Linked DNA regions of Mus musculus: region 1 is linked to region 2. The links are chromatin contacts, called in public promoter capture Hi-C maps. All regions are on one chromosome and are shown on one strand. Each heading gives the region's core, a stretch centred on a gene start, on an enhancer-like site or on the middle of the called end of the contact. The rest is flanking DNA. Distances are from core to core; before and after follow the strand shown.

Region 1 (3,889 bases), core at 954-3,453, 190 kb after region 2:
AGCACTCATCTTGGAATAGTTCACACGTGTTCCCTAATGAATTCTCACAACACCCCCAAGAGGTATTATTATCCACGCTACTGCTGGGGAAATGTGAGGAGTTTTTCTTCCCCCTTCGGTTTTGCATTTGTATGACTTCTCGAGCTGAGACACCTCTGTGCTTGACTGTATCAGCGTTCTGTGCTTTCAAAGAATATCACAACTTCATTCTCTCACCAACATGGTGGGTGTTAATGGCTGTATCCACAGATTTTTAAATGTAGGAAACAGGTTTTTTTTATAATGATGTTGAATGCTGTTTTTCCTAGTCACAAAATCGAACACATGGGACATAGCTTTGAGTCCAACACACACAGGCACATAGATGTGTACACACACACACACACTATCTCACCTGGATAGACATATACACACATTTGACAAAGTAGATTTTTTTCTTTTTCTCTCTCTTTTATTTTCATTTATCACAAGAATAATTAGTAAGAGGTACTGGTGAAGGCACCATACAGTAATTTCAACATGAAGCCAACATTCAAAGAGTGAGTTCAGTGGAGTAGTCAGAATATTTGGGCCACAAAAGAGCTCAACAATGGGCACTCAGAGCTGCTAGGGCCAAAGGGAGGGTGAAGAGTGCACGGTACAAGGAAAGGTCCTGGCCCCTGGCAAATGGAATGGCACTACTTCTTCAGTCACGAGGAGGAGAACGCTCTCCTAATAGGGCTCACAGGATCCTCCAAAGGTCACAGCAGTGCTGAGAACATCATCACCCCAGGCAGCAGGCCATTCCAGCTAAGGAAGCTGGCTGATCCTGCTCAGCTTGAAACAGCATAGATCCTGGAGCCCCTAGGACCCACAGCCTGGCTGCTAACTGAACCTAATTTGAGCCACGTTACAACATCTAGACTCTCTAAAATAATCTTAAAAGGGCAAAGTGGGCAGAAGATGGAATAATGCATGCAGGACCAAGCAGAAGTTTTTCCCCCTAATGACAAAATTCCCCTCTCTAAATGGAATATTATATTCTAGAAACGTAATTACGGTGACTGTAAGTGGATGCCGGGAGAAAGGGTGACAGAACAGACGCGTGCTATAGAAGAGCAATGAGGCTCTCCAGCCCAGGGCTGAAGCGAGGGCCACAGTAGAACATAGTCAATACACTGGGAAATAGGAATAATCTGGAGTTCTAATTAGGAGGGTGTCAAAGTGCATGAGGACCGCGATAATCAGACCACTGCAAAGTCCAACGCGATTTGGACCAGGGCAAAGAGGAAAATGCTGCCCCCACAAACAAATTCTCCCTAGGCCTCCAGTGCCTCAACAGTCAACAAATTCAGTTCCCATCCCCACAGACAACATGTCTATATGTGTGAAACATCAGGAGTAGCACCAGGCACAGGGTGAGCTCTCTCTACGATTGCCAGAAATTAAGCCACTTTGCATACAAACACCTAGATTACTGATCTGGGAGTTGAAACCCCGTCGTCAGTAGAGTGAACGGAAAAGTGAGTATGCAAATGTGAACAAGTGAAGGGAAAATGTAATCGCGGGGACAAATTGACCAGATCGTTTGTTCCCAGGGTCAGGACCATCCCTACAGTGGTGCATGTATACACAGGCTCTGCAAGGACTGACATATTCCCCAGCCTCCACTCTCCTCAAAAGCCTTGCTTGCTATCTGGCCTCCTAAGACTTTGCCCCCTAATTGGATTGAGTGACTGCATAGCAGATAAGCTTATGAGGTTATGATGTCCATTAATACATAATATATAAATATGTACATATATACATATATAGTTAAGCTAGGTGTGGAGGCACACATCTGTAATTCCATCACTTAGGACCCTGAAACGTAAGACTTCAAGGTCAAGGACAGCCTGGACTCTATAGCAAGAACTTGTCTCAAGAGCACTATGATCTTCCAGTCAAACAAAAGGAAACCAGGGTTGTCTCATGTATCCTTACCCATTGACATGACATGTGAAATCTTCTACCCTGCATCATCCCTCCCAGGGAACCAGAGAAAACAGCCTGGTCCTCCTTTGCAGTCTTACAACAGCAGTCTTCCCAGTAGCCACACTTGCAGAAACATGGGAAGGGTGGGTCAGCAGAAGTGCTAACAGGCTTGTCCACACTGCCCCTGCCACCTCTTCCGTAACATCTGAGGCTGCCAACCTTCCCATCTCTGCCTCAGCCATGCTCACAAGGTCAGCACAGTGTGTTACCACTAGGATCATCACTGTGTGGCACAGCCATCCATCCTCCACAGAGTGACCACCCTACATTGATTTAGTACTACAGAATAATTCAGAAATAAATCTCGGGAACATATAAAGCAATTCATTAAACCGTCGCATTCACAAAAGCACAGGAACTTGTATCATAGAGTACAGAGAAACTACCATCTGCTGTGAGCTTGTTCAGATTTTTTTTTCTCTTTTTGCAGTGTTCTCTCCAAAGCAAAAGGGGAGGGGGAGGGATACAAAGAGGAGTGGCTGCATTTATCCAAACAGCAAATGGAACTAAAAGGACACAATGGTTCTGCAGTCGGGTGACATTCTAGTGAGAAGGGGACACAGTGATGTTCCCGGTGAGAAGGAGACACGGAATTAGAACACATTGCCGCACGCTTGGTAAACACTGTGTCTGCCTCTCACCATGGCAACAAGTGAGGTGAAGAGAAGCCGTGGATGCCCAGCAACATTTCCAGCAGCAAGACAAATATTCCAGCTCTCCGACGGACTGCTGGACTGCGTTGGCTGACACTGTTCTTATGCCCTCCCTGCTAGGGCACTGTCTGCCTTTGTTGCTCACCACTCCCAGAAACAATATGCGTCGTGTTCTTGCTGGCACAAGGCACACTCAATGCTGAGAAGCTTCTGTTCCTAAGTTCCCACTGAAGTTGGCAATTTGTAGATGGAGGCTATACATTCAGGGTCCAGGTAGTTCACAATGGCCTCAAGGTCACAGCACTTGAGGCTTAGGACACTGGCCAAGACTCAGGAACTTTCCTAGTCTTTCCAGTCAAAAATCTCAGATGCCTCCAGGTCCAGTCAGCTAACGTGAATGAATGAAATGAAGTAATGCAATGGGCTGGAGAAAAGGAGCCCACAGACCAAGGGCAGCAGCAACCTACTCAGAGACAAAACACTGCCAGGGCAAACACAGACTCACTGAAGTTCCTTACACATAGCTCCGGATCCATCCAAACCCAGCTCTCGCTCTCTTTTTAAATCTCTATGTGTGCAATTATGTGTGCACATGTGTGCGTGCACATGCTCAAATATGGGTGTACTTGTGCTATGGTGCATTCGGAGAGGACAGGGACAACCTCAGGTGTCAGTCCTTGCCTTCCACTTTGTTTGAGACAGGGTCTCTATGTTGCTTCTCTGCTTCTCTCACCATATGATCTGGCTGGTTTTCCCATACCCTTATAAAGATGTTGGGATTATAGACATGTGAACAACATGGCCAATAAGAACTGGTCTGTGGGTTTTGAGCATCCAAACTCAGATTCCCACACTTGGATGACAAATACTTTTACCCACTGGCCCACCTCCACTTTTTCAAAACCCATTCAGCAACAAGAACTTTACTTAGTATTTAGTACTGGTGCCCCTCAACTTACAATGAGGCTCTGTCCCAATAAAACCATATTTTATTGTCCAGAACCATTTATCACCAGGGTCTAGTAACGACATGTTTGGCTTTGCTCCTTCTTGATCACAGGGTTGGCTAGGAACTAAGCTCAGTGCTGCCGGCCAAAAAGCTCAGTGCTGGCCAAAAAACTCAGCACAAAAAGACAAGATCACACACAACTAGCTTGTAAATGACATTCTTGGAACAATACAACATTCAAAACTTGAAGCCTGGCTTCTATTGAACATATCCA
Region 2 (4,176 bases), core at 368-2,867:
TTCCCCATCTGTCGAAATAGCCAGCTTGGGGAGCAAGCCAGAGCTGAGTTTGCACCTGTTGCTTTCAGTATCTGAAGAGTTGGAGGTCGATAACTGTTGCCTTAATTAAAAAACAAGAGCAAGTCACACCTCCACCTCCAGGAAACCATTAAGGGTTGAGGAAACCAGGCTAAAAGGGAAGCTGGATAATCCTAACCAATGGATGTCTGGAGCAATTGTTCTTATGATATGGTACCCAGTGTCAGCACAAGCAGGGGGCATGGAAGGACATCTATGCTGTTGGGGCAATCTGAGATCTACTGGAGTGGAAACTCTGGGCGTGGGTCTCAGATGCACTGCCCCAGCACACACTGTTTACGAGGGCCCTGGGGAGCTTCTCACGTACATTTCAGAGTATTCGGAACTCCAGCTGAGTGTCTCTGTGGATGGCAACGTTGTGCTTTTGGTCTTGTCCTCAGAGTCATCTTTGTCTTCTCCTGAATTTTGAGTTATGCGATCTATACTGCTGAAAACCTGCGGGGCGAATAACCATTGTTTATGAACTACATCTAAAAAGAGCTTGTCAGAAGTCTTAGGGAAAAAAATTAAAAAACCAAAACCCCGAATATTGAAGTAAAATCAGGAACTGGCAGACCCACACATGGTGGTGCACACCTTTCATCTCAGAACTTGGGAGGCAAAGAGCGGCAGATCTCTGAGTTCTAAACCAGCTTGGTCTACAGAGTGAGTTTCAGGACAGCCAGAGCTACACAGAGAAACCCTGTCTCTAAAAAACCAAACCGAACAAAAAAAATTGGAAACTAGGGCCATGTTGTGGAAAATGCTAACAAGGTTGTGTGCACGCCACAAGAGAGAAGGGTTAAGGTATGAAGACACATTCTTTTCGAGTGGGGGGGCTGGACTGACCCTCTCCTTTCACCAAACCTCAAGGACTCTGTATCTACAAAGAAGAATCGTAGATGCACTCAGGTTTCATGGTTTCGGAGCAATGTACATCTCAGACTGGCTCGGGGCTCAAAAAGTAACCAGATAGAGAAAATGATACAGAAAAGAAAAGGTGTTTAATGGCCGCCAGTCAGGAGTTGAGGTTGCGTGCGGGTAGAGGAAGGGATGGTGTGTTTCAGAACTTAGAGTGGGGCGGGTTCTGGGGAAGAGGGAGCTAACCAGATACCTTTGGCTTACAAATCAGGCAGCTGCAGCTGCAGTTGCAGTTGCAGGAGACTATAGCTTAGGCAAAGAGGCCTCTTTTTAGCCCACTTCTGAATCGCCACAGTCTCTCTAGAGTTAGAAGAAGATGAGGCTAAAGAACAGGAGGCCGGGGAAAATAAAACGCTTTCCAAAGTAAAGAAGCAAACTGTGTAGGAGGAGTTCTGAGAGAGAGCAAAGGATGGGTTGTGTTCTGAGGACCCATCCGATGTCAGTTAAACTTGCTTCAGGACACACATGCTGTAAGTCTCCAGGGAAATCCCTGCCCCCATGTTGGTCCTATAAACAGACAGGGGCAGCACTGGCTGATCTGCAGATGCATTTTGGGTAATCATTCAGGAAAACATACAGAGTGCTTTAAAATCACCAATTGTTATAGAATTCCTAAGGAAGAATCATGCAAAATGCCATGGCAACCACAAAGATGTAGCAACTGAGACTAGCAGAAAGGAGGTAGGGTGCCCTCTGGGTTTATTTCCATTATCCCTGGGTTCCCAACCTACCAAAAAAATCAGGTTGTTTGTTTGTCTGTTTTAAAATCTTACCTGAGTTTATAAAAAGGGATCTCTCTCAATCAATCTTATTTTCTTCTACCATTTCTAAACTTCTATCGTTGTCTTCCCACTGCCTTTTCGATATCAGTTATAATCTCTATTACCGATCAAAATATTTGCTTATCTCAAAGTCAAGTGTCCCCCAAGAACCCTGGCTCATGCAAAGAACTGAGTATCATTCCTGTGTTATACTGTGTCACAATAAGGGGGATCTCTGCACACAGTGACGCCTATGCCCTTCCTCATTGACAAAAGCCTCCACAGACTAGCTCTCAGCTAGACCTTAGGGGGCAGGTAGGCAAGTTCACCACATGACAACTCTCATGAAAGACAACAAAGCGTTGGCATCTTTGCCTCAAAGCAACAATCAACTCCCAAAGTTGGAGCCATGTCTTTAGGGTGGAAAACGGCTGCTTATTAAGTATATGAGACCATTTCCCCAACTAACTGGGAGTTTTGAGTGCTGGAGAACTCACACCCCACAAAGCGCAGGTGCTTTTACAGTCTAGTCCAACTGAGGTGGATACCAAGGTTTTGCATGCTGATGCCCCGTCCCACTTACTTTTGAAAACCTGTGTGAACAGGAAGAAAACTGCCTTATCTCCACGGTGAAGTCCTCATCGTTTGTATCGTCCTCCTCCTCCGTCTCCATGTGATGATACTTCTCTGACCGAGCTGCGGAGGAAGGGTTGGGAACAGTCTGGGTTACTCAGAGAGCTTCTGTATTTAACAGTGACAACTACCCTCTGAGGACCTGGAGCAGAACAACAGGGAGCTTTCTAGAATTTGTAGGTACGAAGTTGGAAAGTGTGAAGTTGGAGATGAACTATGGTTTTGTTTTTGTTTTTCTTTTTTTAAATCTAGGAAAGGCCAAAGGATGTCAGATAATGCACGTACTATCAAAATAACTTGTGTCATCCTCCGATTCCAGTTGGGGAATAAATTCCGCCTTCTGTCTCAGCAAACTGTTCCAGTCTAAGGAGCGGAAGAAACGATGCTGCTTCACTTCATAGGCTCCACCTGGACGGGGAGAGGAGCGAGGCTGAGAGGCTGAACCACCCTCTGTACAGGAAGCACCACGCTTACAAACAGTTCACGATATTTGTTAGCAGAGAAATGAAGAAGTGGTGGAGTCCACACTACCTCCCCCCCCCCCGCCCCCACCTTCTACAACCAAAACTTGAAAAAAAAAATTTCTAGACTTTATCAGCAGGAAATCAGATTTTGCTAACAGCGGTTGCTATAGCACAGATTTTTCTCAGTTAATTTTTCTACGACTTCTTCCATTTTTCAAAGGTTAATGACAGGGCCACTTAAAATCACATTATACTGAACCTGGGGACATGGACGCACGTTGGCCCAAAAACAGACTTGCTCATTACAAACCCTGAAGATCCTAACAAGGTGCAAAATGTGCTTACAGCAAGATTTCTTCTGGAGGGAAGGTTAATAATGATGGATTTTTCCTAAATATTATATAAAGTTTTCCATTCAGTTTTATCAGATTGCTCATTAACACAGGGAAGAATTAGAGTCAGTGCTTTAGATCCTTAAGTAAGGAAACGGCAAATTGGTTAGACAGATTTATAATTCGTCTAACATAAATCAGCCACAGGGGCTAAAGCTGAGGCTTCTGTTTGCCAGATAATTGTGGTAGTGCAGTTTGGTGAGAGGTTTTTAAATTTATTTAATGACTTTAAACAGTTAAAGGGCAAGGCTCACTGAAAATGTATTCACAACATCCCATGGAGAGAGAGGGAAGTGACTTGGTAAGAGCAGGCCCCGCCCTATCCCAGCACTCCAAAAGACCAGGGACTGAAAAAGCATCAGGAAGAAAGATTTCTCAGAAGACCATCGCAGAGGTCTAATCTGCCTGCTGGTCAAGCTTTCTTTGGGGTGGGGTGGGGTGGGGTGATGTAGCTGCTTCTCTCTGTGACTGTCATCCACGCCTCCCAACCTGTCCTCTGTGAGTGCACAAGGGACAGGATGGGAGAGGGAAGGGGATGGGGATGGAAGGTGGGCTGCGGATTTTGGCTGGGGAAGGGATGCTATCTGTGCCCATGGGATGACTCTAGCACGAGGCATGTTCCAGGTATTCTGAAAATACGAGAATGGAGCGGACAGAGACAAGTAGAGTAACGGACATAGGACTGGTTGGTACAAAGTGCAAGCGTGAGAATCGTTTTTATTTATTTATCGTTTTATTTTTTCTTTTCTTTCTTTTTTTTTTTTTTTTTTTTTGTTTTTTGTTTTTTCTCAAGGCAGAATTTCTCTGCACAGCACTGGCTGTCCTGGAACCCTCTCTGCAGACCAGGCTGGCCTAGAACTCATAGATCTACCTGGCTCTGCCTCCCAAGTGCTGGGGTTAAAGGCATGCACCGCCCTAGCACGGAGGAGAATTTTTACCAAGATTCTG

Evidence for each region. Promoter capture Hi-C pulls out the DNA fragments that hold promoters and counts their contacts.
Region 1: a contact with region 2 is called in a promoter capture Hi-C map of hippocampal neurons, with 2.2 times the contacts expected there. The contact joins the enhancer-like site here to the promoter of 1700099I09Rik in region 2. A contact is called at or near these places in 9 of 39 promoter capture datasets (the 3T3-L1 cell line, the HPC-7 cell line, HPC-7-derived erythroid cells and 5 more), 1 of 484 Hi-C or Micro-C datasets (cortical neurons), 2 of 115 datasets of contacts at active chromatin or transcription factors (embryonic stem cells and pancreatic cancer cells) and 3 of 9 other capture datasets (adipose tissue, embryonic stem cells and liver).

What each region holds. Positions count from the first base shown.
Region 1 is chr13:102,943,993-102,947,881 of GRCm38.p6, forward strand. All of the region lies in intron 4 of Mast4 (microtubule associated serine/threonine kinase family member 4), which reads right to left. The region is part of intron 3 of Gm30106 (a long non-coding RNA gene); the gene reads left to right. Among named protein-coding and RNA genes, the nearest start is that of Gm30106, 38 kb to the left of the region's middle. Within about 2 kb of position 2,204, at least 43 of the 459 cell types and tissues checked have an H3K27ac peak or open chromatin away from gene starts, as enhancers often do. A contact at or near this core is called in cortical neurons and hippocampal neurons, where this site is marked.
Region 2 is chr13:102,758,638-102,762,813 of GRCm38.p6, forward strand. 1700099I09Rik (RIKEN cDNA 1700099I09 gene) reads left to right here and starts at 1,618. Exons shown (of 2, transcript NR_130318.1): 1 at 1,618-1,659; 2 at 2,625-3,259. Mast4 (microtubule associated serine/threonine kinase family member 4) reads right to left here. Exons shown (of 29, transcript NM_175171.3): 20 at 2,658-2,780; 21 at 2,323-2,435; 22 at 386-513; 23 at 1-100. Gm17160 (a long non-coding RNA gene) reads left to right here and starts at 3,676. Exons shown (of 3, transcript XR_003950702.1): 1 at 3,676-3,852.